Linked DNA regions of Macaca mulatta: region 2 is linked to region 1. A link is a contact called in public Hi-C data. All regions are on one chromosome and are shown on one strand. The core of a region is the stretch at or near the end of the contact, and the rest is flanking DNA. Distances in the headings are between cores, read along the strand shown. Region 1 holds the start of HOXC5 (homeobox C5). Region 2 holds the start of SMUG1 (single-strand-selective monofunctional uracil-DNA glycosylase 1).

Region 1 (7,425 bases), core at 3,092-5,591:
CCCTCCTAGCGACACTCCAGGGAAACCTTAACGTTACAGAAGATGAATAAACGAGTTTTTTTCTCGGCATAGTCCCGTTTATGGCTTTATTGCTACCCATTGATTACTCCGCTTTGTTACACAGAAGGAAAAGATCATAAAATCCCGCGACATCCGGGTTCTTGTTATAACCAGTTTTCCCCCCCCAACCCACCCAAAAATGGTGTGTGGGGGGGGAGAATATGAGCTTTCACTGCTCCCTGCACACTCCCCACTACCCCCCTTTGTCAACTCAAAGCATTTTCAGCCTATATCACGATATCAAATTAAGTTTGGACTAATCAGGAGAAAACCCCCATCTGCACACTTTCCGCTGTTTCAGTTCGCCTACTGTGGCTCTCTCAGAAGCCTGGGATTCAGCGGCCTTTCCGTAACCATCCCTTCCTTTTTTTTTTTTTAGCCTCAAGATGGGGGGAAAAATGGGGGTTGAGGCTGCTGAGAGGCCCATCCCCACCAGGGGTGATGGCACTTGGGTGAGAGCTCCTTAGAACCCCTTTCTGAAGTCTCCAAGCCTCATAGCTCAGGTCCAGGGGCGCCTCCACTGGCAGTGCCCTGAGTCTGGAGGGGGCAGGGGCTTCTGACCAAGGCAGGGGCTTGAGCTTGCAGGAAGCCAACTGTCCATCAGAGCCCCACCAGCCTTCTCTTTCTGGCTGGATCCTATGTGAATTACCCCACCGGCCCTCACTGGCTCCAAATCATAAATTCTCACCAACATAAACAGGAGTTGATGTCTCTAGAAAGATTCTCAGAGTTTTCGTTCTTCCTTTCTCTCTCTCTCTCTCTCTCTCTCTCTCTCTCTCTCTCTCTCTCTCTCTGTCTCTCCCCCTCTGGTGCCACCTCCCTACATTTTACTTCTTTTTTCTCCTTTTTCTATTGCATTTTTATACATTTGCCCTTTTAGGCAGAAATGCTGGAAGAGTTTTCCCAAAAGAGGGGTCCTGAGGAGGAGGCAGAAGGGAACCAGGAAGCAAAGGAGAGCAGATGCGTGGTCCGTTTGCCCACTTCAGCTCTGCCACTGTACCCTGAAGTCTTGCCCCTTTAGACCTAGTTGTTCCCCACATCCCTCCTACATTCAAGACTCTCAGCCACACTCTACTTACTCAGGGGAACAGGTTTTATGAAATTTCTTTCTACTTTTGATTTTTTTTTTTTTAATTATTGGAGAAAAAAATACTAGTTTAGTGATGGGACTCACTCCATGGAGTGTCAAACCAGGATTTCCTGCAGGATTTCTGGGGACCCCCTCCCGTGCTGGGAGGGAGTTCCTCCTTCCTCCAATGGAGAAATCAGGATGTAATTTTACAAGGGGGCAGATATAAAAGATGAAACCAGACTGAAAATACAGGGATTTATCTAGCCCTGGCTCTGGCCACAGCACAGCAAAGTTAACTGGGGCTAAGAGATTTCCTGGGAGTACAGCTCTCCTTACCTAAGTCCCAAGGCCCTGCTCAGGTATGTGCACCCCTCTTTCACCACCAAACCAGTTCCCCTACATACATATTTTTAAAAGAAATCCAAGTCTTACTTTCAAAGCACACACTTAGTCTCAACTAGGGAATCAACAGAAGCAGAAGCGATTTTTTTCCCCCTTCTTGACATCTGGCTTGCGATTGGCTGGGAGGGGGTCAGCTGACTTTGTCATTTTGTCTGTCCTGGATTGGAGCCGTCCCTATAACCATCTAGTTCCGAGTACAAACTGGAGACAGAAATAAATATTAAAGAAATCATAGCCCGACCAGGTAAAGGCAAAGGGATGAATTCCTACTTCACTAACCCTTCCTTATCCTGCCACCTCGCCGGGGGCCAGGACGTCCTCCCCAACGTCGCCCTCAATTCCACCGCCTATGATCCAGTGAGGCATTTCTCGACCTATGGAGCAGCCGTTGCCCAGAACCGGATCTACTCGACTCCCTTTTATTCGCCACAGGAGAATGTCGTGTTCAGTTCCAGCCGGGGGCCGTATGACTATGGATCTAATTCCTTTTACCAGGAGAAAGACATGCTCTCAAACTGCAGACAAAACACCTTAGGACATAACACACAGACCTCAATCGCTCAGGATTTTAGTTCTGAGCAGGGCAGGACTGCGCCCCAGGACCAGAAAGCCAGTATCCAGATTTACCCCTGGATGCAGCGAATGAATTCGCACAGTGGTGAGTTTTACAGCTCCGAGATATAAATTAAATAAACTGAACTGGCTTTATGACCGGCTTCCCTAGAAGAACGGGCGGAGAGAGTTTTTTATGGCCCCATAAAAACAATCACGCTCGTCTCCTTGCCGAGACAGGGCCCCCTCTTCTGCCCCCTCAGCTTGCCTCCCGCTCGCTTGCAGGGGCCTGGCCCCCTTGGCCCCTGACGGATTGGAGGTCTCCAAGACAAGCTGAGGGGGCAGGAACAGGGCAGGGGATGAAGGGAGGGAGCAGAAGATGGGGGAGCCCCCCAAAGCGGAATCAGTCTGAGGAGAAGGGAGGGGGAGAGGAGAGGCAGAGAAGTGGGGAGAAGTTTCCAAGAAACTAGGATACTTGGGGAGATGGTGGAGCCCAGTCCTTGAGAAAGGGGGACCTCATCCCCATTATCTGGGATTTTTCAAAAATCAGCTTTTAGACTTGCAGCTTTCCGTTTGCCTTTTGCCCCGCCCCCCCACCCACCCCACACACCTTTCTTTGGGACACACACGTCCCACCTATGGGAGGTCTGAACGAAGTTGGGGTCCTGGCTGTACCCCCAGTGGGGGTGGGGCAGGGCAAACGGGAAAAGGCTAGAGCCCTAATGGGGCTGCGAGCTGCTGGCCAGGTTGGGAGGGTCAGGACTTTGCTAGGCGAAATAGTCTGCAGAGGACGCCTTGCTGATTGCTTTTAGTGTGTTTTGTGCCCGGATCTTTAGGGGTCGGCTACGGAGCGGACCGGAGGCGCGGCCGCCAGATCTACTCGCGGTACCAGACCCTGGAACTGGAGAAGGAATTTCACTTCAATCGCTACCTAACGCGGCGCCGGCGCATCGAGATCGCCAACGCGCTTTGCCTGACCGAGCGACAGATCAAAATCTGGTTCCAGAACCGCCGGATGAAATGGAAAAAAGAATCCAATCTCACGTCCACTCTCTCGGGGGGCGGCGGAGGGGCCACCGCCGACAGCCTGGGCGGAAAAGAGGAAAAGCGAGAAGAAACAGAAGAGGAGAAGCAGAAAGAGTGACTAGGACTGTCCCTGCCACCCCTCTCTCCCTTTCTCCCTCGCTCCCCCCCAACTCTCCCCTAATCACACACTCTGTATTTATCACTGGCACAATTGATGTGTTTTGATTCCCTAAAACAAAATTAGGGAGCCAAACGTGGACCTGAAAGTCAGCTCTGGACCCCCTCCCTCACCGCACAACTCTCTTTCGCCACGCGCCTCCTCCTCCTCGCTCCCTTGCTAGCTCCTTCGCGGCTTGTCTGCAGGCCCCTTTCCCCGTCCAGGCCTTGGGGGCTCGGATCCTGAACTCAGACTCTACAGATTGCCCTCCAAGTGAGGACTTGGCTCCCCCAACTCCCTCGACGCCCCCACCCCCGCACCCCGTGCAGAGGGCCGGCACCCGGGCCTGGGGCCTCTGCTTCGGGCCTCAGGGCCCGGCTTGGCAGCCGGGGAGGGCCAGAGGCCCAAGGAGGGCGCGCCTTGGCTCCACACCAACCCCCAGGGCCTCCCCACAGTCCCTGCCCAGCCCCTCTGCCCCAGCAAATGCCCAGCCCAGCCAAATTGTATTTAAAGAATCCTGGGGGTCATTATGGCATTTTACAAACTGTGACCGTTTCTGTGTGAATATTTTTAGCTGTATTTGTGGTCTCTGTATTTATATTTATGTTTAGCACCGTCAGTGTTCCTATTCCATTTCAAAAAGGAAAAAAGAGGGAAAATTACAAAAAGAGAGAAAAAAAGTGAATGACGTTTGTTTAGCCAGTAGGATAAAATAAATAAATAAATAAATCCCCTCGTGTTACCCTCCTGTATAAATCCAACCTCTGGGTCCGTTCTCGAATATTTAATAAAACTGATACTATTTTTAAAAGTTTATACCGGGAATTCTGTTAATTCGCTCGCCCGCCGGCCTCGGGATGAGAGCTGGAGCAGGCTCCAAGCGCTCCCGCGCCTGCCCGCCGCCTGCAAGCCCACAGCCCTCTGCACTCGCCATCCCCGGAGCCCAGGCGCCGGGCCCCGGCCTTCTGTTGGTTCTCGCGATCGCACTGAGGGCCTGGGAGGCCTCTCTGAGCTCCCTGCGCGGAGCAACACACACACCCTGCGGCAAAAAGGCCGCGTAGGATTTTGTTCCGGGGGGAGCCCGGATCAGTCGGCTTGCGCACCAGCTCCACGCAGGCCTTTCTTCCTGCCTGTGGCAGCCGGGATCCTCGGCGTCCGAACCCCGAGGCGCCCCGAAAGACCAGTAAAGAAGCACTATCCAGGCACCAGGGTCTCCTCCGCCCACTCCCGGGAGTTGGAGGCGGGGGGCGCCGTGAGAGCAAGCCCCAGGCCCGCGCCAAGCCGGCTGTTGCGAAACGTGGCGGAGGCGGAGAGCGGAGGGAAAGAGAAGATCGCGGGACTGGAGCCCTGTCGGCAGGGATTGAGCGATTCAAGGACATCTTGAGAGAGAAAGCCTGGAAACTGAGCTCTCGCCGGTTCTGGGACTCCTGACGTAGCCGGGACAAAATTCCTTCTTCATTACAGCTCCAGCCGGGCTGGTTCCTTACTCTTCTCTCCTCAAACGGGTGAAGAGGCGGGTGAGGAGCGCAGCCGGACCCTAACCATTTATCAACCCTGGCCTTCTTTCTCCAAGCCTGACCAGAGAAACCTGAGTGGGCCTACGGGGAGAGGTGTTGAGGGGGGTCTCCGGAGGGAAAAAATCCGCCAGAGTTTTCCAGGCCCTTCAGATTCCCTCCAGCACCCCCACCCTCGCCACCAGCGCCTCCACCAGTGAGGAGGGGGCCTTCTGGCAGGGGCGGAGATTTCCTGGGAAGAAGCAGGCGGGAAAGTATGAGATTTGGGGCTACTGGGGAAGAGGATGGGGCCGAATGGCTGCAGATACCCTGCGAAGGCTACCCAGGCGCCTGCCCTGCCCACCTCCCAGTCCGCCCCATTCCTCTTGGTAGCTCAGAAATTGCTCTCCTGTGGATCTTATGGATTCAGGTCCATGGAAAGCCTGGCCCAGAGACCTTTTCTCCAAAGGTCACAAAACGGGCCTTTTCCTCTGCCATGCTCACATAATATTTGTGGAGGCTTCAATCTTGCTTCTGCATGCCCTCAATTAACATCTATTTTCTGTCTAAAGCCTCTGGCATAGGTACCACATAAGGATCTCACACAGGGAGACAGAGCAGTCTTCTAGACCATTGTCTGCTCTGGCCGTGTCCACGCACACACTTGAAAATTGCCTTGTTGCCACTCTGGGGACCGTAGCATGGTGAGGTCTAGCCAACTCCACCTGGCTCCTCACCTCCAGATCCATCCCAGACAGCCCGGAGCACCCTCAGCTTCATGACCCCACTATCTTGTTCTGACCACTCAGGATCCCTCCTCCTGGGCGTCCTGTCTCCAGAGGAATTACCTCTCCAGAGGCTAATTCTACTTTCTCTTGCTGATAGGCACCTCTTCAGCAGTAGTGGGGCCTTAGGGCCTGCGAGGGACTTCTACCTTTGGTTTAGGGAACCTAAGTTAAACCCCTAAGGGTCTCCAGCCTGGACATGGGCCACCCTACCTAACTAAATCTCCTTTCCTCAGCCATTTTTGAAGATTGGAAGACCCTGGCGGTTGGGAGAACGGGGCTATTCATTACAAAAAGCACTCTGTGCATTATAGGTGGGGCCTCATCTTTTCCCAATTTTAAATAGAATTTAAAAGGCTAGCTCAGAGGTTGCTCCAACAACCAGCTTCTCCTTCACAGTGTAGGAAATTCAGCTACCGGAAAGCAAGCTGGTGCTCCAGGATGCAATTCCCCCATATAGGCACCAGGTGTCGCTGTGGGCTTGTTGTCCCGGCTACCCCCAATTCCAAGAACCATTTTTTTTCCTCCCCCTTCCTTCTTTCTCACTCCCTCTCCCCCTTGGTTGGGCTTTGCCAACATATCGAGATGCGTTTCGCCGGCTTCCATCACTAACCTCCCGGAGGTCATCAAGCCAAATTTATGAGTGGCCGCTCGAGTCACGTGACTCTATTTAAGGCTCCCTTATTTGGGAAGAGCGCATAGGATAAAGAAAGAGATATCTCCACCTATAAATTGTGCACTTTGGAGAACAAAAAACCCCTCAACTTCAAAGAGTCACAAATCACCCTTAATCAAAAAGGGTGCAGAAATTTTTTGGGCCCTCCCCGCCATGAGCTCCTACGTAGCCAATTCATTCTATAAGCAGAGCCCCAATATCCCTGCCTATAACATGCAAACTTGTGGGAACTATGGATCGGCCTCAGAGGTGCAGGCATCCAGGTACTGCTACGGCGGATTGGACTTAAGCATCACTTTCCCACCGCCTGCGCCTTCCAACTCTCTCCACGGGGTAGACATGGCTGCCAACCCCCGGGCTCACCCCGACCGCCCCGCCTGCAGCGCCGCGGCCGCTCCGGGACACGCTCTGGGCAGAGACGAAGCGGCTCCTCTGAACCCCGGGATGTACAGTCAGAAGGCGGCTCGCCCGGCGCTGGAGGAGCGAGCTAAGAGCAGTGGGGAGATCAAAGAGGAGCAGGCGCAGACAGGGCAGCCCGCCGGACTGAGCCAGCCACCGGCCCCGCCACAGATTTACCCGTGGATGACCAAACTGCACATGAGCCACGGTAAACTTTAGGACTTCATTTTGCGCGCTCGGGTCCGCCTGGGTTTTATAGGCCATGCGGGGCAAATAAAGAAAAAAAACCTGCGGCCATAAATTTTACGATCCAGGCATCAATGGCTCGTAAAACTGTCCACTAAAAGGCTTAGAGGCTGTGTGCGCCCAAATTTACGACGACATAATTGGATCATAGGAACAAAACGTGTATAAAAGGCAATATTCAATTTTTGGGGGAGAGGGAGGGAGTTAAAAAAATAGAGGGATCTGTAGGGTGAGGAGCGCGGGGCTCCAGAGCGGGGATCCCCCCGCTGCTCCCTCCCTCCCTCCCCTGCGGAGCCGGCTCCGCCGGCGCTCGCGGCTCCGGAGGATTCCAGCGACTCGGGAGGGGCGGAAGGGGGGTCCCCGGTGCTCGGATCTCGAGGGTGCTTATTGTTCGGTCCGAGCCTGGGTCTCCCTCTTCCCCCCAACCCCCCCTCAGCCCCTCCGGCTGCAGAGAGAAGGCTGCAGTGGAAAGTTTCCTGCCTGGGTGGAGGCGCCTCTCCCGGGGCTGGGCTGGGCCGGGCCGGGCCGGCCTGCCTGCGGCCCGCGGGGCCTGTCTT
Region 2 (7,425 bases), core at 1,449-3,948, 160 kb after region 1:
CAGCTCAAATCATCCCTTTGATAAAGTCTTCCCTCCTCAGAACAGTGCAGTATTTGCCATAGTGTCCCACCCCCACCCCCAACACAAGTAGGTCCCGTGTGAGGCCTGGGAATCTATGTTTTGTTTTGTTTTGTTTTGAGACAGTCTCACTCTGTCGCCCAGGCTGGAGTGCAGTGGCGTGACCTCAGCTCACTGCAGCCTCTGCCTCCCAGGTTCAAGTAATTATTCTACCTCAGCCTCCTGGGTACTGGGATTACAGGCGCGCGCCACCACGCCCAGCTAATTTTCATATTTTAAGTAGAGACTGGGTTTCACCATGTTGGTCAGGTTGGTCTCGAACTCCTGACCTCGTGATCTGCCCACCTCAGCCTCCCAAAGTGCTGGGATTACAAACGTGAGTTACCGTGCCCAGCCTGGGAATCTGTATTTTAGAAAAGCTTCCCAGGGTGATTCTGATGGTTGGTGAAGGCTGAGAACCACTGTGTAGCACCATGGTTACCACTGTCTTAATGAATTCCTTTTGCCTCCCCAGCTAAACTTGGGCAGATCAAGAGCCAGGCCCTGTTCAATCTCCCTCCATAAGCCCAAGGTCCTGGCCCTTATTAGGCACTCAACAAACACCTGCTCAGCAATGTCCATCTTCTTTTTCACTTTTGTTTAAAACTACCTTCTATGCCGGGCACAGTGGCTCACGCCTGTAATCCCAGCACTTTGGGAGGCCAAGGCAGAAGAACTGCTTGAGGCCAGGAGTTCAAGACCAGCCTGGCTGACACAGTGAGACCCCATCTCTAAAAAATAAAAATAAACACCTTTTACCAAGGAGGCACTCCTGATGGATCCCTCTCCACTTCTATATCCTGAGTTCACTCAAGGCTCAGCTGCCCACTCTGCACTCTGCTTGTTTTCCAGGCCCTGGGTCTGTGGCCATCATATCTGCGTCTCCCATGCGACAAGAACCATTGTCATTCCTTCTTCTCAAGTTTCTGCCTGGGTCATCTGTGACCTCTTCTCCAAGATGAGAACTCAAGGTTGACACAACAGCTTGATAAACCTATTTTCTCACCCTAGCCTAGAGGAAGTGGGAAAGAAAAAAAAAATCAGAGGCCCAACTTAAGAAGTCCTTCCCTGACTGATCTCAGTAGTTTTTAACTGATCGGTTGTCCAGGTGGCTACCCAGGACAAACTGGGCTCATACAAAAGCTGAGAAGGGTGCTGTGGAGAACGCCAGTGTTTCAGAGGACCTTGCTTTGCATCTCCCCATGCAATACCAACATTAGCAGATTAGCTGCTCTAGCTCTAGAATCTCAAGAGAAGTCTTGAGCCTACCTTTGACATTTAGACACCTGTGCTGGAAACAGCAAGGCCAGGGAAAAGAGTGACAAGACACTACTTTCATTGTTCCATAACTTCAAAGCCTGATCTCATAGCAAGAACCACAGGCTGGAAGGCAATTGGTTTGAATTCTACTCCTGTTTCATCTCTAAGAAGGTTCTCTTGAGCAACTCATTTAACTCTCTTCTCTATGAAAATCACATATTCCATCCAACCTACCACCTGTTAACTCATTTATTTTTTTTCAATACTTATGAGTCTCTTACATGACAGGCACTACAGCAGTCTCTTGGTGAGGAAGAAATCCAAAATAAGTAAAATGTAGCCAGGCTTTCCGTAAGCTCATAAACTGCTGTGAGGGCAGATAAACAACTAACTGTAATACAGTGTGATGTGAGCTTTAAAACCCGGAACAAAACACTAGAAGAATTCAAAAAAAGAACTTGTAAGTTCTACCCAAAGTCGCCCCAAGAGCCAGAGGCTTAAGAAATGTAGACATTTTATAAAATACAGTGTCATATTACATTAAGCACAAAGGCAGTGGAGTTGGACCCAGCGATAAGGCTGACCACCAAGGCCAGACTTCAGACTGATGTCAGACTTCTCTGACATCAAATCCGGGAAGTGAGGAAGGAATCGAAGACACGTATGCACTCCCCTGTCCCTTGGAGCGGAGTCCAAGGGACAATAAGAAATACCCTTAAACTAAATAATAATAATAAAGCATAGGCTGGGCGCGGTGGCTCACGCCTGTAATCCCAGCACTTTGGGAGGCCCAGGCGGGCGGATCACGAGGTCAAGAGTTCGAGACCAGCCTAACCAACATGGTGAAACCCCGTCTCTACTAAAAATACAAAAATTAGCCGGGCATGGTGGCGCGCGCCTGTAATTCCAGCTACTCAGGAGGCTGAGGCAGGAGAATCGCTTGAACCCGGGAGCCGGAGGTTGCAGTGTGAGCCGAGATCGCGCCATTGCACTCCAGCCTGGAAGACAGAGCAAGACTCCGTCTCGGAAAAATAAATAAATAATAATAAAGCATAAATTCAAAAAGACCATTTCATCTGGTTCCGAAGGGGCCGACTACTAAGGCATCATACAAAACCTCCGGGGGCGCCCGCTGGCTCTGGACGACAGGAAAGCCTTGATCCTGCAGACCTCCCAGGCGGTTTCATAGGCTGGGCTCTCCCTGCACCGAGTCTAACCCCATACGGAGAGACGGACCCCAAAACATAGAAATCCTGACTACCCTCTCGGCTCAGCCCCGACGACCCTGGGAGCCCTCAACTTTCCCCCACAGTCCGAGGTTCCCAGCCTCCTACTTCCTCACCTGGTCCAGCTCCCCATCCCGTTTCCGGTTCCTTTCCCCCGCAAACCCAACCCCCGGCGCTAAGGACAGTGGGAGTCGTAGTCTACATTGTTTAGGGAAGGAGATTGGCGTGCCCACGGCCACTTCCGCCGGAAATGCTCAATCCCGGAAGGCGCGCTAAATTAGCTCTAAACATCGCTGGGAATTGTAGTTTAATCTTTCCATCAGAGTTAAATCAGGAAGTCTTGAGAAGCGAAAGGTCAGAGCCTATAAGTACCTAGGAAATCCTGAGTTCTATCCCTAAAGGGCATCGCCCTTCCAAAAGTTCATTCACATTTTTCCCAAAGGGATTACAAATCAGGAAGCTTCAACCATCCCCAATCCCTCATCCACTTGAGGTATTAACAATACCTAAAGACCATTTCTAGGCCCCCTGCCACCCTGGGTATCAGAGACCTCTCCTCTGCAGCCTGCCATTACTGTATATAGAATATCCACGAAGACATTTCTGGTAGCTCCTAACAACTCTTTAGCAAGGAGCATCCCCCATTACTGTCCAAGCCCATCTCCAGAGTGTCACCATTTTGACTTCTTTCTCTGTCTTGCTATCTGCCCAACCCTATAACCTCAGTATTAGTCAAGAGTTTTCCAGAGAAACAGAACTAACAGGATATCTATCTATATGAGGAGATTTACTCCAAGAATTGGCTCACAGGATTGTGGAAGCCAAGAAGTCCCACAGTCTCCTGCTCTGCTGTCTATAAACTGAAGAACCAGAAAAACAGGTGGTATAATTCAGGAAAGTCCAAAGCAGGGGAGGGGGCTCACTGCTAAGTCCCAGAGCCTGAAGGACGAAGAACCAGGAACTCCAATGATGTCCAAAGGCAGGTAAAATAGATGTCCCAGCTCACCAAGAAAGAGAATTTGCCTTCCTCCACCCTTTTGTTCTACTGGGTCCCCAAGGGATTGAATGGTTCCCACCCACATCAATGAGGGTGATCTTCTTAACTCAGTCTACCAATTCAAATGCGAATCTCTTCCAGAAACACTCCACAGACATATCCAGAAATAATGTTTTTCTGGCTATCTGGGTGTCCCTTAGCCCACTCAAGTAGACACATAAAGTTAGCTGCCACTCTTCCTTCCAAATCTTCTCCCTCAAATACTTTGTCCAAAGTATCTGGACTTTCTAGGAAGAGTGATCAATCCTAATCCCATGGCTGCACCTAACAATCCATTCCCCCCCATTCCCCTCCCATTCCCCCATCCCAATATCTATATCCAAATCTGTCCTATTCCTAGTTTTGTTCTTATGCTCTGTTTGGGTCTGGTTCTGTGTCCTGACTCTAAAACTTTCATTAGACTGGGAACCCCCTAAGGTTAGTTATCTTCTATATTCCTTCCACCCCACACTCTCCACACACCTTAGCACAGCCAAGGCTCTAATCACAGAAGCAAGGTCTCCCTGTGAGTGGTAGAGAAGGAGAACTATAAACCCCAGAACAGGAAGAAGTGACAGAAAAAGGATGCTACCCCCTCACCAGGACTTGTCTGATCTCCTATCAACAAAAACTTAATGGGTGCAGTAGGAGCTTCAGGGAGCTGTGAGCAGTGACCTTCTGACATGAAGGGTGAGAAACTACCCTGACCCTTGCAAGACTTTGGAAATGGAATTAATCATCCACCTCATGAAGCCCATAATTTTCTAAGCTTTAATTTTTACCAGATCCTCTCCCTGTCTATGTCTCTCTCTGCTATGTTATTTGCCCCTCTCTACTTATGTAAATTTGTCTCTATTTCTAGTCTCTTGTGTAGCTTTCTCTCTGTATCTGTGTGTCTCTCTCTCCCTCTGTGAACATCTCCCTGTTTCTGCTTCTTACTCTAGAATGACTGGAATAAGAGGATCTGAGCGTCTAGAAAAAGTTCCCCCATCTCTGTGTATCTATGTATTTCTGTGTTTCTGACCAAAAATAAGGTGGGGGGACCTCATTGTGGTGTCATCTCGTTGCTTAAAAATTCCAGGATCTCCACCATCCCTTGGACAACCCTCCTGCCCACCCCTGACCCCTCTGTCATTTGCTTGCCCAGCACTTCTGTTCTAGTTTGTCATCTTGGCAACCCCTCCACATTCAAAGTCAGCTTCTGGCAGAACAGTAATGAGTGAAATGAGTAACAGGCAAGCAGAAATCCCCCAGGACCTCCACCCGATTTCAACTTCCTAGAAGACTTGAATAACTGTTTCTTTCCCTATAAGCCCATCCACCCCAGGGAACCCAGAGATAGGAAGTCCAGATATAAGGAGAAACTGAGGCTTAGGCAGCCCACAGTGAGTCCCTATAGCTAATGCCAGAGGGGCCTGGGGCCTTCTCTGTCTGTAGTCCATGCATGCTATTCCTCCCCACCCAGTGAGTCACTCCCAGGAAAGATGGAGGTGAGGCTCTCTCCTGAAGTAGGGGTGCTTAGAAACAGAGACCCTGAGGCTTTCAAGAGATAGAGCCCAAGAGACGAAACATGGGCTTGGGTGCAGCTCTCCCAACCAGTGTCTTCCATTTATTAGTCTTCATGTCTTCTGGGAAGTCTTCAGGAGGCTGCTGACCATGATTTATGGGTAAAGCCTTGTTGGGCAGGAACAGAAGATGACCCAGATTATCACCTGGGTAAGAGCCTAGAGAGTTGAGGCACCGGGCCTGGGGCAGTGCTCCCTGCATACCCACCAGCCAGCAACTCTGTCCTGAGCCCAGGAGGGAAGGGGTTAACCTGCTCACTAGTTTTCCTTTGGTTTCCTCGGGCTGCTGGAGCTGTGTTGGGCCATGAGCGCCATCTATCGGCCTCTTCGGGTCCTAGCTCCGACTCTGCTCACTTGGGCTTCTAGGCGGATCTTTCAGCCTTTCCCTTGCCTCCCCTCTTCTCAACGGGGAAGGGCTGTCTAGCTGCAGGGCCTCCCACTGCAGAAAACAAAGGTCCGGAATTGGAGAAGGTGAAGGCCATGTTTCCCCCTTCCTAGATACGGAGTGTCACCCTGCTCAACTCCCACTCACTGTCTCTGACCTGGGGGACCCCAAAGGGGGATCTGGTGTTTAACTTTCAGTGTAGCCACCTTCCCCACTTCCACTACACTGGGCCCTGTCTCGATTAGCCCAACAAACATCACAAGAGCATGGGAGAGTGAAGGCAGCATAGCAGAGGCCTCAGGACTGTGGGCTCTGGAATCAGACTGCTGGATTTGAATCCAAGCTGTGCCACTTACTCATGGTGACCTTGGGCATGCTACTTAATTTCTCTGTGCCTTAGTTATCTCAGTTGTAAAATGGGATAATCATTGTAATCTCTATCTTCTTTTGTGATGATTAAATGACTTAATTACATTAAGTGCTTAATACAGAATTTGGGCTCTACAAAGGGTAGTTATTGCTGTTGCGCTGCCAGGGTCTCAGGCAGATGCTAGCCTGAGTAGCCAAGATCCAGGCCATGAAGCCCTATCAGACACACAAGCATGGTGGACAAGACTGGGGAGCTCACCCTGTAGATTTCCACGAAGACAGTGACCTGCATGCAGGGTTAGGTTTGGAGTTGGAAGTTCAGGATTGTAAGGAAAGTAACTCTTCAGGTCTCCAAGGTCAGCAGGAGTTGGGATAAGGAGGTCACAGCAAGAAAGAGCCTGAAATAAAGATGTGGGAAGGAAATGCATTATGGAAGAAGCATTAACAGGCCCCTTAAAGTGCCCTGATTTGGGGAAGGGAAAAGGGCTCCTTGATGTGTTAGTTAAGCAAGGGCCACTGCATCGCAAGGACATGTCGTTGGCACACGCACGAAAGTCTCCAGGCTTGATCAGATTCCCTAAACGTCCCCATTCCCTCTGTGGGGACTTAACACTCCATGTCTTTTCCTCAGCCTAGTGAGGAGGGGGACTCACAAGGGGAGAAAACTATCTGCAGGGCCCACAGCCAGAGGAGCTAGGCTGTGAGTTTATCCATTTGTGTCTTTTTTTTTTTTTTTTTTTTTTTTTTTTTAGACAGGGTTCACTCTGGAGTGCAGTGGCATGATCATGGCTCACTGCACTCTCGACCTCCCCGGCTCAAGCAATCTTCCCGCCTCAGCCTCTCCAGTAGCCGGGACTACCAGTGCGTACCACCATACCCAGCTAATTTTTAATTTTTTTTTTTTTTTTTTTTTTTTTTTGTAGAGACAGGATCTTGCTATGTTGCTCAGGCTGGTCTTGAACTGCTGGGCTCAAGTGATCCTCCCACCTCAGCCTCCCAAAATGTTGGGATTACAGGTGCAAGCCACCGCACCTGCCTGATTTGTTTCTCAACAGGTTCAGCCACCTCGCTGTCTCTGTATCTTCTATATCTCCGCCTTCATCTACCTTACAAGGAAATGGGATTATTCTCCAAGGGGTGAGAATAAGGTGACAATGTGATGCCCTCTCAGTTAAGACAGAAATGCAGAGACAGTGGGGTCCCTGGCTTAGCCTCACCACGCTGATACCCACACCTCAGCCCCAAGACACCGCAACCTAGCTTTATGGATTATGCCCACTTAACTGGAGGCAGATGACAGCGTCTAGGTCTCCTCAACTCTGGTGTCCCCCATCTCCTGGGGCCTGGACTCCTGGGTCCCCAAAGGAGGAGCAGGAATAGGCTGGATGGGTTGATTTGCATCACTTACTTGGGAAGCAATTATTGGAGGAGCTGTCAGCTCAGTGCAGCTCTCTCCTCGCTAATCGGATTTCACCAGAGCCCGAGGCTTGGGGGGGCTGAGTAATTTGGCTTGATGCAGTGGTGGGA

Evidence for each region. Hi-C and Micro-C count contacts between places; a contact is called where the count stands out from the background.
Region 2: a contact with region 1 is called in a Hi-C map of fetal cortical plate, with 4 times the contacts expected there. The contact joins the promoter of SMUG1 here to the promoter of HOXC5 in region 1. A contact is called at or near these places in 6 of 14 Hi-C or Micro-C datasets (CD4 T cells, fetal cortex germinal zone, fetal cortical plate and 3 more).

Annotation. Positions count from the first base shown.
Region 1 is chr11:61,209,199-61,216,623 of T2T-MMU8v2.0, forward strand. HOXC5 (homeobox C5) reads left to right here and starts at 4,342. Exons shown (of 2, transcript XM_015151887.3): 1 at 4,342-6,830. The coding sequence starts at 6,377. The region is part of intron 1 of ATP5MC2 (ATP synthase membrane subunit c locus 2); the gene reads right to left. It overlaps HOXC6 (homeobox C6), which reads left to right. Exons shown (of 3, transcript XM_015151886.3): 2 at 1,847-2,192; 3 at 2,923-4,080. The coding sequence starts at 2,039. The coding sequence ends at 3,230. It overlaps MIR615 (microRNA mir-615), which reads left to right and starts at 7,204; the gene lies at 7,204-7,299.
Region 2 is chr11:61,369,651-61,377,075 of T2T-MMU8v2.0, forward strand. It overlaps SMUG1 (single-strand-selective monofunctional uracil-DNA glycosylase 1), which reads right to left and starts at 2,699. Exons shown (of 4, transcript NM_001194757.1): 1 at 2,660-2,699; 2 at 2,232-2,315.